Linked DNA regions of Pan troglodytes: regions 1 and 2 are each linked to region 3. A link is a contact called in public Hi-C and HiChIP or PLAC-seq data. All regions are on one chromosome and are shown on one strand. The core of a region is the stretch at or near the end of the contact, and the rest is flanking DNA. Distances in the headings are between cores, read along the strand shown.

Region 1 (4,747 bases), core at 268-2,767, 170 kb before region 3:
ACTCCAAAAGTGGGGAGAGAGGGAGGGAGTGAGGGCTGCAAGATTACCTGTTGGGTGCGGTGTTTGCTATTTGGGTGGTGGGTATGCTAGAAGCCCAATCCCCGCCATTATGCAGTATACCCATGTAACAAACATGCATATATACCCCCTGAATCTTAAAAAAGCGGGGGTCTAGGCAGGGGAAAGATAAGCATTTTCTTTTTTTTTTTTTTTTTTTGTGACACAGTCTCGGTCTGTCACCTAGGCTGGAGTGTAGTGGCGCGATCTTTCCTCACTGCAAGCTCCACCTCCTGGGTTCACGCCGTTCTCCTGCCTCAGCCTCCCGACTAGCTGGGACCACAGGCGCCCGCCACCACGCCTGGCTAATTTTTTGTATTTTTGGTAGAGACAGGGTTTCACCGTGTTAGCCGAGATGGTCTCGATCTCCTGACCTTGTGATCCGCCCGCCTCGGCCTCGCAAAGTGCTGGAATTACAGGCGTGAGCCACCGCGCCCGGCCAAGATAAGCATTTTCTCATTAGATAAAGGGAATTTTTAAAAAAAGATTTCTAGCATGCCTTTTATGTGTTCTACATTTTTGAAGCTCAGAGTGGTGGGAAATCAGCTAAGTAAAGTTAGGCAGATGAAACATTTTAACTTAGAGCAGGCTTCCATGTGCATAATAATCTATCAAACATAAATCTCAAGTACCACCACTTTTTCAATTGTTGATTTAATAAAAGCCACAGTGTACTGTCTGAATTACTCACATTCCTTAAAGTGGCATCCAGATAAATGGGCTTTATTGTACCTGCCTGTTAAGACATTGGACTTCATTAAGGATTCTAGGTATCAAGGAATTAATTTAGAAAAAAAAAATCGTTTAAATTTTTTTTCTGGTGAGAGAGATACTCATATAGATGAGTTTACGAAAATCTGTAGTGTTAGCGGTTATTGGAAGGGCGTACCTCCCAGCATGATGGTACAAAGTCTGTGTTTTCCAACACCCCAGAGGGCAAAATTTCCAGCTGGCAGAGGCGCAGTGGAATGTACAGTGTGATTGTATGTGAAAATAGTTGTGTAAATTATGAAACTTGATCTCATAGTTAAACTACATCGAGTGGAACGAAAACAATATGGAGAGCGCTGTGGCAGCTGGTGGCCCACTGCCCACCTGTCCCCCTACCCAAACCTCTGCCACAGACAGCCACCCATTTTCATCATGCAGATGGCTCTGGCCAGAGAGGATGGTGGGTCCCAGAGCTGCCTGGGGGCTCCACGATACCCCAGAGTGACTTCTGAGCGCAGACAGGAGTGACTGATCTTTGTAGATGCAATGATAAGCTCACAGGAAAGTAGTTTTCGACTCAGCTCTGAGTAATGTCTGGCTGCGATTTCCACCGGGAAGGCTACATGACTGCCCAGTCATCGAAACTGGTGGATCCACCAGGTTCAAGGAGTGGCTCAAGAGAGCGCGAGAAGAGGAGAACGAGGCCCTCAGCACGGGGCGAGGCTGGGCATGCCTCAGACAGGAGAGGCTGGAGCCCTTAGTCACCTCCACCGGAGCGGTGTTGCGCATAGCAACCCCTCTGAGTAATCCTCTGATGATCCCCTGTGCCTGCAGCTGCCACCCAAGCCCTGCAGCTTGGTTGAACTGTGGGGGCATTTCTGTGATTCCTAGTGAACAGCTCTTGCCTTCTCTAGGCGAGTTCCTTTATTCCAGAAATCTGGGAGGCCCTGAAGCAGTAGGTCCCCATCCCCACCACTGCTCCTCTGCCGGTTCCCTTTCTACTCTTTCACCTGTCCTTTTTGTCCTTTTTCTTTCTTTCTCTCCTTCTACCTTTGCCTGAGGTTATGGCCATAGCACCCATGGCTGCCACTTAGCCCATGTGTGGCCTCTGAGTAAAAATGTGATCAGCCGATCCCTCCACACCTAGTAGCATACTTTTTCGTGATTTTTTTTTTTTTTTTTTTTTGAGATGGAGTTTCGCTCTTGTTGTCCAGGCTGCAGTGCAGCGGCGCGATCTTGGCTTACTGCAACCTCTGCCTCCTGGGTTCAAGCTATTCTCCTGCCTCAGCCTCCCAAGTAGCTGGGATTATAAGCGCGGGCCACCACGCCCAGCTGATTTTTTGTATTTTTAGTAGAGATGGAATTTCATCATGTTGGCCAGGCTGGTCTTGAACTCCTGACCTCAGGTAATCCACCTGCCTCAGCCTCCCACAGTGCTGGGATTACAGGCGTGAGCCACCACAGCTGGCCTTTCTCATGATTTTGAACACAAGCTCTAGAGCGTAAAGATAACAGCACCCCAGCAAAGGGAGAATTTTTTTTTAAACAAAGACATCATGTATTTTAATAGTCAGCTTTTTGCTGCAGTGGTGCTGTGTAACCAGTTGCCCCAAGATCACTGACTTACAGTGGCATTTATTTTTCTCACAAGTCAGTGTCACGGATGCTGCTTCAGATGATGGGCGGGTGGGGCTTGGCTTCGGACTTTGGGTTGAGTTCAGGTCACCTCCATGTGTCTCGTTCTGGGGCAGCAGCTTCCTGGCAGCATAGCACAGGAGGAAAAGTGCCAATTTATGATGCCTCCAAGACCCCAGCTCGGCAATGGGATGCTGTCACTTCCCCGTGTCAGTCTCCTGGCCAAATGCAATCACATGGCAAAGCCCCAATGTCAGCACTCCTCCCACAGCCACTCCAGTGCAGGGCTACACAGTCACCTAAGGAGAGGGCAGTTGAGAACATTTAACAAGTCTGCCATATGGGTTCTCATAAGTCATGCCCAGAACATGGTCTCTGACACATGGGGTTGGATTGCAATGAAAAGTGATTCTGTGATGCACAAGAAGCTCCGAGGAGGCCAGGCAGGTGGAAATGCTAAGCGTAAAATACATGGATAGATGTTTCTGCTGCCCTCCTGTCCCATTCGGAACGTGATGTCAGTTAAAAGTGGGGGGTGGCAGTGGCCGTCCACTTTCCCACCTGGCATGTGAGCAGAGGCCCAACAGTCCCTTCCCTGCAGACCTCCAAACCCACCGGCAGCCTTCTGCCCTCAGGAGCAGATTCATCTGAGCAGGCACTTAAAGTTTCAAAGATACGTTAAAGCTGACTGACTGACGTGTTTGGCCAAGAAAATCTCAAGAATTTGCGACAACTGTTAGCCGTTCTTAGTGCCAGTGAAGAGAAGAAAGTTGTGGCTCATATCCGAGTCATCAGAAGGGTGGTTCATAGGAGGAGTTGGGACTCGTCAGCTGCCATGCATCCCAGCAAAGTGGGGGCTTGCAAGATTTGTGAGATGCAGAGGTGGTTTTGACCCAGCAATGAAATGACTGTCTTACAGACCATTGTGGTTAATACTGATTTCTGTAAAGACTATCCCCTTTAAAGAGCCCTAAATAAAATGCCCTGTGGGTAATTGGAGAGCACTCCTAGTCTACTTTCCTTTAATTGAGAGGAGTTGTGGGGTTGACAATATTGGTACAAATAACCCTCCCCAAGGCAATTATTCTGGCTTCCAGGTCTCCCAGAGCTGCCCCCTGGGTTGCGGTCACTCCAGGTTCAGTCCCCTGCCCCCCGCCCACCAGGACTTCAGTGTCTCCCTCCTATCCAAGGGGATGATCCCTAGCTCTCTGTGCCACTCACAACAGTTGATCTGGGCAAAGCTTTTGAGGCCAGTCTAACCACCTTTTTAAAAAATGTAATGAGGATTGATAACACAAATGGATTATTATTATTATTACTACTTAGAATCAATACCTACTGTCCTGAAAGTCCTCAAAGGCCTGAAATTGAGAAACTGCCCAGGAGTGGGGAAAAATTTCCTTGAGAAGGCCCTATTTGAGCTGGGTCACAATGGATGAGAAAGAGTTCACCAGGCTCCAAAGCTAAGGAACAGCATTTTAGCCAGAAGAAATAGCATTTAAAAAGTTCACACCAGAGTTGAAGGAAAAGGATAACATTGTGTATATAGCTTTTTGTCTCTTCATGGGAGAAATTGCTTTTCCCATCTGTGCATCTGTGATGGTGGGCTTTGACCTGCAGCATGGTGAGTGCCGGGAAAGGGAAGGTCTCTGCAATTGGCAGTGATTGTTCGGTTTCACAAGCATCCACGGACTGGGCAGCTTTGAGCATTGTATGGGTTATCAGAGTGCTGGCAATACAAAATAATCCAGCAAAGTCCTTTCCTCGTGAAGCTCATCATAGTAGGAAAGGCAGTTACACTTAGACATATACCACAACCACAGGAGAGAGATTCCAGGCACCTGTATAAAGTATGGGGTCCAGCATTTTAGTTAGAGACCGACTATATTAGTTATTTCTCACATTGCTATAGAGTAATACCCAAGACTGTATAATTTATAAAGAAAAGCGGTTTAATGGGCTCACAGTTCTGCAGGCTGTACAGGAAGCATGATGCTGGCATCTGCTGGGTTTCTGGGGAGGCCTCAGGAAACCTGCAATCATGGCAGAAGGCAAAAGGGGAGCAGGTGTGTCACATGGCCGGAGCAAGAGCAAGAAAGCGAGGGTCAAGGTGCCACACACTGTTAAATGACCAGATCTCATGAGAACTCAGTCACTAACTCAAGTATGGTACCAAGGGGGATGGTGCTAAACCATTCATGAGAAATCCACCCTTAGGATCCAGTCACTTCCCACCAGGCCCCACCTCCGACGTTGGGGATTACAATTCAACATGAGATTTGGGCGGGGCACACATCCAAACTATATCACGGACCCACAAAGAAATTGATGGGATGGGCGGGAA
Region 2 (4,434 bases), core at 1,751-4,250, 200 kb before region 3:
CCCGTCTCTACTAAAAATACAAAAATTAGCCAGGCATGGTGGTGCGTGTCTGTAATCCGAGCTACTCAGGAGGCTGAGGCAGGAGAATTGCTTGAACCCGGGAGGTGGAGGTTGCAGTGAGCAGAGATCGCATCATTGTGCTCCAGCCTGGGTGACAGAGCAAGACTCTGTCTCAAAAAAAAAAAAAAAAAAAAAAAGAGAAAAAGAAACAGGGTCTCACTTTGTTGCCCAGGCTGGAGTGTGAACTCTTGGGCTCAAGCGATCCTCCTGCCTTGGCCTCCTGAGTAGCTGGTATTATAGGTGATAGTAGTATCACCACACCTGGCCCCTAGACTATTTTTCACTATTTTTTTAAAGTGATTTATTTTTTTAAATTTTTTTGAGACACAATTTCACTCTGTCACCCAGGCTGGAGTGCAGTGGCTTGATCTTGGCTCACTGCAAACTCCACATCCCAGGTTCAAGCAATTCTCGTGCCTCAGCCTCCTGAGTAGCTGGAATTACAGGTGTCTGCCACCATACCTGGCTAAGTTTTGTATTGTTAGTAGAGATGGGGGTTCACCATGTTGACCAGGCTGGTCTCGAACTTCTGACCTCAGGTGATCCATCCACCTCAGCCTCCCAAAGTGTTGGGATTACAGGCGTGAGCCACTATGCCCAACCCTAAAGTGATTTTAGACTCACAGCAAAACTGAGAAGGAGGCACAGCGGTTTCCCATATACCTCCTGCCCTGACACGTGTACAGCTTCCTCAATCATCAACATCCCCCACCAGAGGGGTACCTTTGTTGTAATTGAATCTACATTGACACATCATTATCACCCAAAGTCCATGGTTTACATTAGAGTTCATTCTTGGTGTTGTATATTCTGTGGGTTTTAACAAATGTGTCCACCATTATAGTATCATACCGAGTAGTAGTTTCCTTGCCCTCTGTGCTCCTCCTGTCCACCCCTCCCTCCCTGCTAACCCCTGACAACCACTGATCTTTTTTACTATCTCCATAGTGCCTTTTACAAAATGTCATATAGTTTGGAATCATACAGAACATAGCCTTTTCAGACCGGTTTCTTTCAGGCATATACCTCCTAAAGCAAAGCAACATGAGTTCTTAACTGTGTGGATTTTTTTTTTCCCTGAGGATAATAAGTTTACATTCTCTCAGTCCAACAGCTGGATCATATAGGGACACCATAGGTGTTCTGCTGAGTGACAGAAGAAGATGACTAGGGATTAAAACGATAATACCGTAAGTGGAAAATTAGCTGTGGGAAATCAGGGGTTGATAAGCAGCCCTCTTTTCCATATCTTCTCCTTCTGCCCCACTCTCCTACCGTGCCCCCACCCTACACCCCACGGGTTTCCCACTCCTTCTCAGAGGTCTGGAGGGCACTCTCCCACCCTTTCCAGTGGACTACCCACAGAAGCCCTGAAGCAAATGCCCGAAGGAAATTCCTATCACCTGTATGCTCTGATAGGCACTTGGAGCTGGGATGTGGTACTAATCAGTAAAACATACCCCGTGCCCTTTAGAAGCTCACAGTTGATGGCAGTGAGAAATTTGTAAACAAAATAATCTTTCAGGAGAGACTGCAAAACTAGAAGCAAACGTAGTGGAGGAACTCTTAGAATGTGGTCCTTTTGAAAGGACTCACACCCGGCCCCCACAGAATCTGACTTAATTGGCCTGGGTTGAGTCTATTGTTGGAGAGTGTCAAAACACTCCCCAGGTGATTCTGACATTAGCCGGGGCCGGGAACCACCCCAGACCTACTGAATCTGGGACTCCAGGAGAGGCCCAGCCACTAGTGGTTTAACAAGCCCCTTGGGTCAAGTTTGAAAACCAGGGGTCTGGGCTGCTAAGTGGCGGCATGGGAATGGAAGGTTCTGGAAGGTGAGCAGTGAGGTTGGGGCGCAGGCCTGGGAAGGGAGAGGCTCTTCAACAGGCATCCCCCCCAACCTTGTCTCAGCCTAGGGCAATGGGCAGGCTCTCCCATCAGAGCCTGGCCTGAGCCCTCAGAGGCAGGACCTCCTTGAGGGATGTGGAGGCGTGAAGACCAGTTCTGAGACCACAGAGGCTCCCTTCAAGCCTCAGTCTCTGACCCTGCGGGCATTATTTCCATGACTACCAGTGTTGTGGCTCCTTATCCTTTCCCCACAGGCTCGCCCCCCAGCTGAGGGCTGGCTTTTTTATTTTTTTGAGACGGAGTTTCGCTAGTTGCCCAGGCTGGAGTGCAATGGGGCGATCTCGGCTCACTGAAACCCCTGCCTCCCAGGTTCAAGCGATTCTTCAACCTCTGCCTCCCAGGTTCAAGCGATTCTCTCGCCTCAGCCTGCCAAGTAGCTGGGATTATAGGGACCCACCACCACACCTGGCTGTTTTTGTTGTTGTTGTTGTTTTGGTATTTTTAGTACAGACGGGGGGGGTTTCACCGTGTTGGCCAGGCTGGTCTCGAACTCCTGACCTTAGGTGATCCATCCGCCTTGGCCTCCCAAAGTGCTCAGATTACAGGCGTGAGCCAGCACGCCCGGCCGAGGGCTGGCTTTTAAAATACCGAAAACCCAGACAGGAACGGTGTCCATCTCCAACCCCAGACGGAAATTGTGCCCGCACCCACAGGAAAAGCAGTCCTTTCCCCAGAGCAACCAAACTTTGAACCCCACTCTCGATTCCCCTCTGCCCCCCAACTCTTCCATCCCAGCGGATGGGAAACAGCGAGTCCAGCCGCCTCCCCACCTCGGGACCCCCCTCCCGGGCCAACTGCGCAGGGCACGACCCCGTCGTGGTGCCCCGAGCGCTCGACCCCCAGGGGTTGAGGTGAGGAGGGATTCCCGGCGTCCCGGGAAGCGCGGCGGCTTCTGCGGGTTGCGGGCGCACCCCCCTCCCCGTTGGGAGGGGCTGCGGCCGCGCGGAGTCGCCGCGGGTCGGAGGCTCCTCCCCGGGGTGGCCGCGCAGGAAGCGGGGCGGGTGGGGGCGGTGCGGGGCGCGCACGGGGCCGGGGCGGCGGGGGAGGCGCGGGCCTGGGCGGCCAGCCCCGGCGCACAGCCGCGGCCGGGGCGCGCGGCGCGGGGCGGAAAAGCCTGTTTACACAGACTGCACACCGCCTGGGGAATAATGCAGTAAAGGAAGTGAGCCGGCTCGGCCTGACTGCTCCAACTTCCTGCTCTCACACACACCAGAGGGGGAAAAAAAAGAGGAGCGAGAGAAAGAAAAAAAGGGGGAAAAATCAGGATCTCATTACAAGAGCCACAGACCGTCTGCAGACGCCTGTCAGCATGGAAAGTCGGGGGCTTTCGCCCGGGTCCTCCTAGAAATTCCCCCCGAAGAAGACTCCCCCACATCTGGGTAGGTAACAGGGCTTCTGCCTGTTGCTCGGACACTTAAAAAGTTTGTTTGGGGGTGTTTTCTTTTTTTCTTTCTTTTCTTGGGCGCGGTGGGGGTGGGGCGGGGGGCGCCGCGGGGTGGGCTGCGGGCCGGGGTGGGGGTGGCGGTGCGTCCGCGCGGGAGGGCCGGCCGCGGGGAGGGGGCGCCGCGGATGCTCCTGCGCCCGCGTCGCTGCCACCGCCGTCGCCCGAGCTCGCGCCGGGCCCGGGGCTGCGGGGACCCTGCGCCCGCGTCTCCCCTCCCTGGGGCTCCGCTGCGACCCCAGAGGAAGGGGCGCCGGGCGTGCAACCCTGGGAGCTCGCCCAGGGCCCCGCTGCAGGCAGCGCGGGGAGCGGGGGACGGCGAGACTTCGGGTCCCTGGGAAGAACCGTGGCAGGAGCAGGCTGAGTGCCTGGAGGCTGGACCACCGCCGACCTTCCAGCTGGGACCGCAGTCAGGCTCCCCTCGAGTGGGCAAAGTGCACTGGTGCTCGGATCCAGGGAGGAAGACAGGGATGGAGAGGGCGGTGGAGGACATGGGTCGCGAAGGTGTGGGGCTGGGGGCTGCGTCCACTCTCGCTTGGCAGGTGACCCCCGCCCAGGTCACCGCCCCAGGCGAACGCCCCGTCGGACATTTAAAAGCCGGTGGTCTCTATTGGGCATGGTTTTGGAGAAGGACCAGGCAAGAAATGATCTTGGGGCCCCTTCCACTCCCCATCCCTGTTTACCTTCGAACTCAACGTTGGCCTGTGACGCTACTGTAACTTTTGGGGAGGCGGGATTAAGATTTTGGAGTAGTTAAAAAGCAAAAATAAAAGGTCTCGGTTTTGTTATCTTTTCTGAACCGAATCATCCTAGGGACAAGCTGCAGTTAGGCGGCGGGTGGAGGTGGAAGCAAGAAATGTTATTTCAGAAACTGCAAAAGGGGCTTTTTAGAAAGAAAAAAAAAAAACGAGTGTCGGGAGAGTTTCTGGCTTGTCTGGAAACGGCAAGACTAATTGCCATGCGCTTCCGCTTTGAAACTGGCAGCAGACAGCATCTTGAAAATGACTCACTAGAGGAGCTCACAA
Region 3 (5,027 bases), core at 173-2,672:
AGGGAATCTGGAGCTATCCAGCTGAGTTGGGGAGCAAAAGCATCGGGCATAGCATCGGGCACAAAAATGCTGAGAAAAGCAACTGCGACGGAGACAGCACTAGGCACCCTCCTCCCCCCATTTTCCCCTCCCCATCGGTTTGCTGGGTTTCCCACCTTCCCTCTACCTCCGCTCTTGACCAACACTCCGGGGTGTGACCCGCCAGCAGGAGGCTGCCCTGATCTTTGTCTCTGCCCGCTCCCACGCGCGGGCTCCTCCTCCTCCTCCGCGCTCCCCACCCGCGCACAGCCCAGCGTCTCCAAGGAGCTGCAGGCGCCGCGACCGCCGCCTCCTCGCCCACCTCCCGCGGACCCGCGCCCCTTCCTTCCCCTCCCGGGCAGCGTCGCCTGCGCCTCCAGCTCCACCCCCGCCGAGGGGACCTTTGTGTCTCGGGGGACTTTCTGCCTCTTTCCCCTCCTCCGCCTCGCGGGGAGACCGGCCTCCCCCGCAGACCAAAGCGGCAGCGAGCACCGGAGGCGGCGGCGTCTATATCTGTCGGCGCCTCCTGGGAAGCAGCTAGCAGACACTCACACCCCACCCGAGCCCCGGAAATCCCCGGGCGACCCAGGGTCCTCGCTGGACCGGAGAGGTGACAGGCGCACGCTAGCCCCCCGCGCCGCGCCTCCTCGCTCAACTTCCCGACCGGGCCTGAGCCACCCGCGCCCCCAGTAGCCCCCGCCCCCGCCTCTGTCCCACGCAGCCTCCCGGCCCCGCGGCCGACCCGACACCAGGGGAAAGCGCGGCGCGGACGCCAGCCGCCAACTCACCAGCAAGAGCGGGGACCGCGGGTCCCGAGGCGAGGCGAAGAGAGGCGCGGGGGGAAGCTGCTCCGCGGACGCCCGCGGCGACCGGATGCAGGTCCGGGTCTCAGCGGCCGGCAGACGTGAGGCGCTTCCGAGCGCAGGCCTCCGCCGCCACAGCCGCCTTCCGGCTCTCGCCGCGGGTCCGGAGCCTCGGGAGGGGCCGCGGGTGTCTCACGCGTTGCCAAGTCCCTCGGTCAACATGGCTCCCGCGCCGACGAGCCGCGCGGACGGCCCACTAATCCCCTCGGAGCAGCCGGGCGCGAGCGCGGCGGGCGCCGACGGCGGGCTGAGACTGTCTGGCCGAGACTGTCTGGCCGGGCGCTGGCTCCTTCTTTTCCGCGGCTCTGCGGCGGCCCGCGAGGAGCTCAGGAGACTGCGGGCGGCCGCGTTCGCTCCTTGCGTGTGCGTCGCTTTCACACTCGGCGGCTGCGGATTGACGCCTCCGCCTGTTCCCCGGAGGAGAGCGAGTGCAAGAGAAAAAACACTTTTATTGAAACGATCCAACCAGCGGCGGCGGAGAAAAGCGACCGGCCGCGGGAGCTTACCCCACCCCCGCCTGAGCGGCTCGCCGGGGGCAGCGCGACCCCTGCCGGCGGCGGCGGCGGCGGGGGCGGGGCCGGTGGCCGGGGGCGGGGCCTGCAGGGCGGGGCGGGTGTCCCCGGGAAACTCCCAGCTCCGAAGTGCGGGCGTGCGGGGAGCGGCGGAGGGGGCCAGGGAACCCCACCGGAATGAGTGCCTGTCCGCAGCTACTGGGGGAGAAATTATGTGAATAATTCAGCCACTCCAACATCCCCCTGCCCCTCAACTTCCCGCTACCAAACCAAAACTCGTGCTTCAGTTATACAAGTAATTACTGTACAAGGTGTCCATGCCACAGTTCTCCACTGACTTTCTAGAGAGTCCGTGTCAAAGGACCCACACTGAAAAATGTTGATGGCTGCAACTTTTCTCCTTTGTTGTGTGTGGGTACGTGGGTACTAGTGCCGCAGTCTCTCACACACACGGCATCTATTCATTTAAACTACAGTACAGTGTTTTGTATATATTATCATGTGCCCGGCAATATGCTGAGTCCTCTAAGGATGGAGAGTCTAGCTGGGATGAAAGATGATCAATAACTATCATAAAAATCTGAACGTTATAAGCGGAGAAATACAAGGTGCTATGAAAACAGAAAGGACTACTGTTGCACGGGTTAGGTTTTGTTTTCTTGCGGGAGGCGGGCCGCGAGAGGTTGGCCCAGTTTCTGCAACTGTTTTTACTTTCTCCTTTCCCAGAGGCTAAAAGCTAGTTCAGGAATGAACAGCAGAGTGGCAGTGAAGACAAACTAAAGTAATACTGACCCGCTTTTTTCCACTAATAAGGATAAAAGCATAAAGTTAAAACAAACTTAAACCCCTAGAGGGAGATAATGAGAGGATTGAAAGAAGAGAGTAGGGACCGGATGTAGACAACATAAACAAGAAAAAAAAAACCCACATAAAAGTCCTGTGAAGTGAAATAAATTTTTTTTCCCATGTTAACACCCGGAAGTAGAAGCTGCATTGAAGTTTCAAATCACATTATGTGCCAAGAACTTCGGGGAATTATCTTTTTGGATTTAGGGATGAATCCTTTCCCCCTTAAAAATGCTGCATGCTGACATCTTTCTCTTATTTTGTTTGGCAAAGTTAAATGCATCTACAGTTATATCCAACGATCGTACGTGTCAATCAGGCTTTTCCCATGCCTCTAAAATTACCAGGACCCGTAAATTAGCAACAATTATGCTCTACGCGTATTTAACACTTGTTTACCAACCAAGAATGCAAATATACATAACAAGCTTTCCGTTAGAACAAGTGCGCTTTGTTTAAAAGCACTGTTAATGAGGCTTTTTAGATTTGTCCAAGTCAAACTTGGAACTTTATAATATAGCAAGATGTAGCATCATTTTCAGAGTTCTTTTTAAGTTAAAGAGAAATACTGATATTTATACAAGGCCTATTTATATGAAAGGATTTTCATATACTTGCCTCATCTAAATTAGTACTTTAGTAAATATCAAAAAATCACCAAAAAAGGGAGCCTATGAAATGGCATTCTGAGTTTCAGCATTAATACTTATACCTTCATATCATTAGATTAAAATTACTCCATGAGAAATAAAAAGATTATTCTGTCTCATCCAAAGCACCCTCTCCTCTTTCTACATCTTTCATTAGCATAACAAAGAATTCGTAATTGGGAGGCTGAGGTGGGAGGATCCATTAAGCCGGGGAGGCGGAGTTTGCGGTGAGCTGAGATTCCTCCACTGCACGCCAACCTGGGTGACAGAATGAGACACCGTCTCAAAAAAAAAAAAAAAAGACGAATTCATAATGAAAACTTAGGTGATTATTTGATTGATTGGTTTGTTATTTCTTTTTTTTTTTTTTAAGACAGAATTTTGCTCTTGTTGCCCAGGCTGGTGTGTAGTTGCGTGGTCTCGGCTGACTACAACATCCGCCTCCCAGGTTCAAGCAATTCTCCTGCCTCAGCCTCCCAAGTAGCTGGGATTACAGGCATCCGCCACCACGCCCGGCTAATTTTTTGCATTTTTAGTAGAGACAGGGTTTCACCCTGTTGGCCAGGCTGGTCTCAAACTCCTGACCTCAGATGATTCACCCTCCTCGGCCTCCCAAAATGCTGGGATTACAGGCGTGAGCCACCGCACCTGGAGGATTTGTTCTTTCAATGAAAAAAAAATTACAGATTGCACAATATTTATTTCATTACTTTTTATATTTATTTATTTATTTATTTAAATGAGATGGAGTCTCACTATGCCAACAGCCCAGGCTGGTATTAAACTCCTGACATCAAGCAATCCTCCAACCTCGGCCTCCCAAAGTGCTGAGACTACAAACAGGAGCCACCACCCCTGGCCTATTTATTTATCTATTTATTTATTTATTTTTAGAGGGAGTCTTGCTCTGTCACCCGGGCTGGAGTGCAGTGGCACCATCTCAGCTCACTGCAATCTCCATCTCCCGGGTTCAAGCAATTCTCCTGCCTCGGCCTCCTGAATAGCTGAGATTACAGGTGCCCGTCACCACGCCCGGCTAATTTTTGTATTTTTAGTAGAGGCGGGGTTTGGACATGTTGGCCAGGCTGGTCTCGAACTCATGAGCTCTAGTGATCCAAAGTGCTGGGTGAGCCACAGCACCCAGCCCCATGGCCTATTTAATTACTTTTCTAAACCGATTTAAAATTTGGCCAGGCGCGGTAGCTCACACCGGTAATCCCAGCACTTTGGGAGATCGAGGCAGGTGGATCACTTGAGCTCATGAGTTCGAGACCAGGTTGGCCAAAATAACAAAACCCCATCTCTACTAAAAATACAAAAATTACCCAGGCGTGGTGGCAGGAGCCTGTAATCCTAGCTACCCAGGAGGCTGAGGCAGGAGAATTGCTTGAACCCAGGAAGTGGAGGTTGTAGTGAGCTGAGATCACACCACTGCACTCCAGCTTGGGTGACAGAGCAAGACTCCGTCTGAAAAAAAAAAAATTATATGTAATATTGTGAGCATGTTAGTTGTTTTTTCCGTAGGTTGTAATATAGGCTTTTTTTTTTTTACCTTGTAAAACTATGTTAAATTATAAAATTATTTACTTAGAATATTTCCCTAACTGTGATTAATAGACATTCCATAGTGCTTAGTGGAGGAGAAAGATTGAGGAAGAATTCCAAGATCAAATCCACTTGAGGAATGCCACATACTTTATCTCCCTTTTGGAAATTCACAATATACATTTACATGTTTAAGGCTCTTAGGAGTTCTGAGATTGAAAAATAGTCTTCTTTCCAGTGAAACAAGTATATCCCAAAATGTTTTCACCATAGAATAGCTATATCATGCGACATATATAAAAATATTGAGGGGAGAAAATTTTGAAGGTCATTGAACTTTGGACAAAGAGAGTTAAATGTGGTAAGTCCAGAAAATCTTTGCTGGGATTCACATTCTGAAAATGACACTGTCTGGGAAACAAATATGAAACTTTCAGATAAGATACAAACAAGAAACACTTAAGCTGGTTTTCAATTGCTCTACATCAGTGGTTCTCAGCAGTGTTACCTGGGAATTTCTTAGAAATGCAAATTCTCAGTTCCCGCTCCAGACCAACTGAATCAGAAACTCTAGGGTGGGGCCCAGCAAACTG

Evidence for each region. A called contact is a pair of places that touch in the nucleus more often than the background predicts. HiChIP or PLAC-seq counts read pairs in DNA pulled down with a chosen protein or histone mark.
Region 1: a Hi-C map of stem cell-derived neural progenitor cells shows a contact between it and region 3, with 3 times the contacts expected there. The contact joins the enhancer-like site here to the promoter of CDK17 in region 3. A contact is called at or near these places in 1 of 7 Hi-C or Micro-C datasets (stem cell-derived neural progenitor cells) and 1 of 1 datasets of contacts at active chromatin or transcription factors (stem cell-derived excitatory neurons).
Region 2: a contact with region 3 is called in an H3K4me3 HiChIP or PLAC-seq map of stem cell-derived excitatory neurons, with 3 times the contacts expected there. The contact joins the promoter of ELK3 here to the promoter of CDK17 in region 3. A contact is called at or near these places in 1 of 7 Hi-C or Micro-C datasets (stem cell-derived neural progenitor cells) and 1 of 1 datasets of contacts at active chromatin or transcription factors (stem cell-derived excitatory neurons).

Annotation. Positions count from the first base shown.
Region 1 is chr10:103,057,349-103,062,095 of NHGRI_mPanTro3-v2.0_pri, forward strand. All of the region lies in intron 1 of ELK3 (ETS transcription factor ELK3), which reads left to right. Among named protein-coding and RNA genes, the nearest start is that of ELK3, 27 kb to the left of the region's middle. Within about 2 kb of position 1,518, at least 3 of the 24 cell types and tissues checked have an H3K27ac peak or open chromatin away from gene starts, as enhancers often do. A contact at or near this core is called in stem cell-derived neural progenitor cells, where this site is marked.
Region 2 is chr10:103,029,923-103,034,356 of NHGRI_mPanTro3-v2.0_pri, forward strand. It overlaps ELK3 (ETS transcription factor ELK3), which reads left to right and starts at 3,001. Exons shown (of 5, transcript XM_001146444.7): 1 at 3,001-3,347.
Region 3 is chr10:103,231,815-103,236,841 of NHGRI_mPanTro3-v2.0_pri, forward strand. It overlaps CDK17 (cyclin dependent kinase 17), which reads right to left and starts at 1,423. Exons shown (of 17, transcript XM_001147273.7): 1 at 807-1,423.